2 separate regions of the Mus musculus genome follow, and region 1 is linked to region 2. Evidence: chromatin contacts called from public HiChIP or PLAC-seq data. All regions are on one chromosome and are shown on one strand. The core of a region is the stretch at or near the end of the contact, and the rest is flanking DNA. Distances in the headings are between cores, read along the strand shown.

What was found. HiChIP or PLAC-seq counts read pairs in DNA pulled down with a chosen protein or histone mark.
Region 1: an H3K27ac HiChIP or PLAC-seq map of embryonic stem cells shows a contact between it and region 2, with 5 read pairs. The contact joins the promoter of Tbc1d1 here to the enhancer-like site in region 2. A contact is called at or near these places in 4 of 39 promoter capture datasets (3T3-L1-derived adipocytes, the HPC-7 cell line, hippocampal neurons and 1 more), 10 of 484 Hi-C or Micro-C datasets (CD8 T cells, cortical neurons, group 2 innate lymphoid cells and 5 more), 6 of 115 datasets of contacts at active chromatin or transcription factors (CD8 T cells, the NIH/3T3 cell line, embryonic fibroblasts and 2 more) and 3 of 9 other capture datasets (adipose tissue, liver and pancreatic islet).

The regions. Positions count from the first base shown.
Region 1 is chr5:64,158,998-64,161,876 of GRCm38.p6, forward strand. It overlaps Tbc1d1 (TBC1 domain family, member 1), which reads left to right and starts at 1,263. Exons shown (of 22, transcript NM_001310611.1): 1 at 1,263-1,508.
Region 2 is chr5:64,116,095-64,119,379 of GRCm38.p6, forward strand. Pgm2 (phosphoglucomutase 2) reads left to right here. Exons shown (of 14, transcript NM_025700.3): 13 at 206-339. Among named protein-coding and RNA genes, the nearest start is that of Pgm2, 25 kb to the left of the region's middle. Within about 2 kb of position 1,292, at least 5 of the 459 cell types and tissues checked have an H3K27ac peak or open chromatin away from gene starts, as enhancers often do. A contact at or near this core is called in embryonic stem cells, where this site is marked.

The sequences.
Region 1 (2,879 bases), core at 13-2,512, 43 kb after region 2:
GTTTAGCTGGATAACCTGATCTTTTCCTGCGGAGCATTTTCCACGAACCAATCAACACTCTTTTCCTTAGACTATTCCTGGCTATATCTATTCTCATTCATTCTCTCTCTCTCTCTCTCTCTCTCTCTCTCTCTCTCTCTCTCTCTCTCTCTCTCTCTCTCTCTCGATCTGAAACTAGGAAGACAAACTATGGTGTAATAAAGAATGAACTAACCCCACATGGCAGCTACGGAGGGCTCTAGATACAATCCAAGCCACGTGCACCGCTCACTTTTCTTGGATCCCTTCTGCTCTTTGGAGTGAGTCTGCCTCTTTAACTTGCGGGAATGGTGCTTTGAGAGGTTTCTGTGGCTCTCTGGCGTGCACACAGACGCGCAGTGCGTGCGTGTGTGTGCTCCGCACGCAGAGAGGGAAAAAGCGCGCGGTCCGGGCTCTGCGTCACTCCCCGCACCTGGCCAGAGATGGGTTTAGTAGAGGCTAATCCGCGGAGGGCACTTCATCCCGGGTGTTTCTCTGAGTCCCCGATTTTGCTGCCTGGAGTGCCAGCGTCCCATCCTGCTTCGGTTCCTGGTTCCCCCCACCAGCCCCCATCCTGCCATTCGACCCCAATGCAAGAAGGATGAGGCGGGGGAAGGGCTGGTGGCTGGGTGGCCTGCGGGTACGCTGCGCAGTGATCTCCGGGTCCGTTTCGGAGGGTGCGTGCAGAGAAGCAGGATCCCTCAGGGAGCGCGGGCTCCGCTGCCACCTGCTGAGAACCTCGCACGCCAAAACAGCCTCGGGCAGGGCTACCTGCTATAAATAAGCGGTCAAGAGCCCGGTGTGTGACCACACATCCCGCCGGGAGGGCCATAATCACTTGTGAGCACGCAGGGAATATTCCGGGCCAGGACTTCGCGCTGAGGCTGGATGGGGTGGCGATGCTTGCACCTTCCCCGAGCTCTCGTGGGGTGGCGCCTGGTGGCCCCTGGGCGGGCTGAGGATGGACCGCTGGGGAGCGAGGGGAGGGAGGCCGCGGAGGACCCGCACTGCAGCAGCTGTTGCTCGCCTGTGACTCGCCAGTCTGGGCCGAGTCGCCTAGCCAGAGTCGCTTGGTGCGGAGGGGAAGGGAGGGCATCTACTCCTGTTCTTGGCTCCCGGGGGACTCACTAGGGAGATTCCGGCTGCTGTCCCCCTCCCCCGCCTCTGCTTTCCCCAGCGCTCGCCCAGCCCGGGAGGAGGAAACGCGAGCGAGCCGCGCGCAGACACCTCCTCCTCCTCCTCAGCTGCTGTCGCCGCCGCCGGCCACACCGCGGTGCCTGTTGCTGCAAGCCACCTCGGACCGACCGTCTCTTCAACCCGCAAGAGAAGCAGAGACTGTGGAGTGGACCCCCACCCCAGCAGCGTGGGGCGGCAAGAGCACAGCCAGCTGAGGACCATGGACGCCCCGCCCGCCCAGGCCATCTTCTGGGTGCCCGGGAGCACCTGCGCGCCCTAGCTCAGCCCGGAGTTCTGAGCGTGCCACCTCACTGGTAGGTTCCACCTTGGGTCCTTAGGGTGCGGGGCAACCCTCCACTTCCAGCATGCCCCTGAGCTCCCTTGCTGCAGAGAAGGCGCGGTCCCGCCACCCAAGGGCGTTGCTGCCGGGTCTCTTGGGGTGCTCTGGTGGGGGAGGGGGAAGAGGCGGGATTTCAGAGCTACCTTGTTGTCCTCTGCTTGGGGGTGGGGGGGGGGGGGAGAAACCTTGATGCTTTCTGCGCTGCGACGAAGGTGCTCAGGTCCCCTGCTCCTCCTCCTTGCATATCCCGCCCCACTCCCTCCCGCCAAATATCACCGGGGCACAAGTGTTTGTAAGGCATCCAGCTCGGACGAGGCCGGTCAGAGTGACCCCAGGCCGCCTTTTGAAAGTTCAGGGTACTTTGCAGCGGTAACTTTGGCAGCTTCTCGGTGCACGCAACATTTCTTTCTATGGGCACATCCTGTGCTGGTCATTTTGAAACCCGGCTTGATTGTTTCCTAGCAGCTTCCGGGTTGCTACGTGAGTAAGAGGCTCACTCTAACTTCACAGGTTGCTGTTCTCTTCTTTTCTAAAAGATGTGTCGTTCTGTTTGAACCCCACCTAGGTGTGGCGTTCCTGGTTGTGATTTTATTTTAAATGCCTTGTTCTCCGGAAGTTGCTTAAAAAGGAAAAGAAATTGAAAGTGATGAGTGTTTCTCTCAGCAAACATCTTCAGCGCCCTGGTACTGATGATGGCAGGCATTCACCTCCTACGTACAACCCTCCTTCGTCCTCTTAGTGGCTGCAAGCCGTTCTTCTATTTAGAGCCAGGTGTTAGAAGGGAATTTTTGAATGACCTAATTTAAATGGGTCACACCCAGGAAGCTCAGCTGTCTCTACAAGTCTAAACTTCTAAACTTTTTGCGTTGCACCTCCATGGGCAAAGATCCCTTTTAAGACCCCCTCGATGTGAAGTGGGATTCCCATGAGTTGGAGAATGGCCACACTTAGGCTTTATTGTTTGTGGAGCCTGCTCAAGGTGGGAGGGGTGGGATGGGAGAAGGAGAGGGCAGCTGTACCCAAAGGTAGGAATGTATCACTTTTCAGGGTCTCACTACCTTGCCTGAGAGCTCGCTGAGGCTAGCGAGTTCTTTTCTCTTTTCTCAGCATTCACGGTGCCCCCCTTCTGCAGAGTCAGTTCCTCCCTGGGAACCCTGAGGACTTTCTTAAGGAACCAGGAAGAGGCATGAAAAGTACATAAACGGGTGGGTGCTTTGCAAAACTCTTAGCAATGGGAAGCTGAGCCTCTGATGTGCCTGTCTTTAATGTTCGTTCCTATCAAGTTAAAGGGACCAACTCTCTTAAGTTTATCTGTAAGAAACCATTGATGTGCCGTGAGCTCTAC
Region 2 (3,285 bases), core at 42-2,541:
ATGTAGAAGTAGAAAGCTACACTGTGAAGTTACTTAATGTTCACAAATTACTGGGATTGAGTCTTCTCATTTTCCCAGGGATGTTCTTCTGTGGCCCATATCCTCGTCTGGTTATTCGTTTTCTTGCTTATGTGGGACAGTAATTCACTAGGTCAGAAAGGGTTGTTGCTGTTTAAATGTGTGACCTGTACAAATTAATCCCTAGGTTCTTCCTACCAGTAAGAGCAGCCAAATGATCACCTTCACCTTTGCTAATGGAGGTGTGGCCACCATGCGGACCAGTGGGACTGAGCCCAAAATCAAGTACTACGCAGAGTTGTGTGCTCCCCCTGGCAACAGGTATGACATCGCTGCTATGACTCTCATCCCTGAGACTTCCTGGTTCTGTTCAAGTGTTAAGTGAAAATTCCCAATTGTAGCCTAGTTAGAAACTGTGGTGATATCATGGGGACACCAACCTATTAACATGCAATGACAATAAAAACCACAGCTTAAGGTAAGATTACTATTAATAGACTTCATATTGTACATTTCATTTATTAATAGAGTTATCTAACCTGTGAATCAGAATCAATAGCCTTTCAAGTCTAAGTGGTACTATCTAAGAAGTATTTTTGTTAGAAAAGATGTCTTTCCCAACTTTTTACTTTTAAAAACTTTCAGACATAGAAATGCTAAAATGATAATTCACTGAGCCCTCAAGGTCCTTACCCAGGCCACAAGATGGTAAATACAAGACAGATAATGTCTTGGTGTTCGCAGGTCCTATAGGGCTGTTGTAGCTACTCCTGTTGAAGTGTAGAAACAGGATGTGGTGGCATAGGCCTCTTTAATCAAGGCCGAAAGAAAGAAAGAAAAAATAAATGTAGAAACAACCATATATGTATCAATGAATGAACATAGCCTGTGCCCCAGTTAAACTTGATTCACAAAACCAGACCATGAAACAGTGCAGACCCCAACATAGCCTCTACCTTTGCTGGTATCTTACAGTATGTCTCTCGTTGATTTTTTTTTTCTTTTCTTTTTCCTTTTTCCTTTTTTCTTTTTTTCTCAAGACAAGATTTCTCTGTGTAACAGAGCCCTGGCTATCCTGGATCCACTCTATAGACCAGGCTAGCCTTAAACTCACAAGAGATCCACCTGCCTCTGCCTCCTGAGTGCAGTTAAACTGAATTTAAACTGAAAGTTAAATTCTTCAGGAAACATTCTCTTTTGAATGTTATCTACCCAGGCCACCAAGGATAATTGCCTTCATTTAAAGTAAACTGCTTTCACTGAAATGCCCAAATTAGCATTTGAATAACTATTTGTGAGCTTAGCCTGGTCAACATGAATTCAGATTTGTCCCAGGTCCTCAAAGCAGCTTTTCTCCCCCTTTCCTGAATCAGAATTGCATTGAGAACTCAGCAGCTTCTGGTATTATTTATTTTACAAAGATTTTTGGCCTGATTAGAGAGAGACACGCTGCCTGATTGTGAAAGACTTCAATATCCATGCCTATAACATGACCCACTGAATTTAAACTGAAGAGATAAGGATTGATTCCTAACCAGGGGTTTGCATAGCCATACAGTGTGTCCTTGTCTTAAAAATATCACTCAGCAATATCACACTTTAGATTTCAAGATAAGTCATTTAGGATTAGGGAAGGGACTTAGGAAATTAGTCTGAACAGGTGAGAGGGTGCGCCAGAGAACCTGACAGCCTCTGGAACAGGCAGAAGCACAGAGGGGCTGAGGCAGCACCCTGTGTGGGCCGGGGACAGCCGGCCACCTTCCGGACCGGAGGACAGGTGCCCGCCCGGCTGGGGAGGCGGCCTAAGCCACAGCAGCAGCGGTCGCCATCTTGGTCCGGGACCCGCCGAACTTAGGAAATTAGTCTGAACAGGTGAGAGGGTGCGCCAGAGAACCTGACAGCTTCTGGAACAGGCGGAAGCACAGAGGCGCTGAGGCAGCACCCTGCGTGGGCCGGGGACAGCCGGCCACCTTCCGGACCAGAGGACAGGTGCCCACCCGGCTGGGGAGGCGGCCTAAGCCACAGCAGCAGCGGTCGCCATCTTGGTCCGGGACCCGCCGAACTTAGGAAATTAGTCTGAACAGGTGAGAGGGTGCGCCAGAGAACCTGACAGCTTCTGGAACAGGCAGAAGCACAGAGGCGCTGAGGCAGCACCCTGTGTGGGCCGGGGACAGCCGGCCACCTTCCGGACCAGAGGACAGGTGCCCGCCCGGCTGGGGAGGCAACCTAAGCCACAGCAGCAGCGGTCGCCATCTTGGTCCCGGGACTCCAAGGAACTTAGGAATTTAGTCTGCTTAGGTGAGAGTCTGTACCACCTGGGAACTGCCAAAGCAACACAGTGTCTGAGAAAGGTCCTGTTTTGGGCCTTCTTCTTCGGCCAGGAGGAGGTCCAAATACAAGATATCTGTGCACCTTCCCTGTAAGAGAGCTTGCCAGCAGAGAGTGCTCTGAGCACTGAAACTCAGAGGAGAGAATCTGTCTCCCAGGTCTGCTGATAGACGGTAACAGAATCACCAGAAGAACAATCTCTAAACAGAGTCAACTATAACTACTAACTCCAGAGATTACCAGATGGCGAAAGGTAAACGGAGGAATCTTACTAACAGGAACCAAGACCACTCACCATCACCAGAACCCAGCACACCCACTTCGCCCAGTCCAGGGAACCCCAACACACCTGAGAACCTAGACCTAGATTTAAAAGCATATCTCATGATGATGGTAGAGGACATCAAGAAGGACTTTAATAAATCACTTAAAGAAATACAGGAGAACACTGCTAAAGAGTTACAAGTCCTTAAAGAAAAACAGGAAAACACAATCAAACAGGTAGAAGTCCTTACAGAAAAAGAGGAAAAAACATACAAACAGGTGATGGAAATGAACAAAACCATACTAGACCTAAAAAGGGAAGTAGACACAATAAAGAAAACTCAAAGCGAGGCAACACTAGAGATAGAAACCCTAGGAAAGAAATCTGGAACCATAGATTTGAGCATCAGCAACAGAATACAAGAGATGGAAGAGAGAATCTCAGGTGCAGAAGATTCCATAGAGAACATCGGCACAACAATCAAAGAAAATGGAAAATGCAAAAAGATCCTAACTCAAAATATCCAGGAAATCCAGGACACAATAAGAAGACCAAACGTACGGATAATAGGAGTGGATGAGAATGAAGATTTTCAACTCAAAGGTCCAGCAAACATCTTCAACAAAATTATTGAAGAAAACTTCCCAAATCTAAAGAATGAGATGCATATGAAC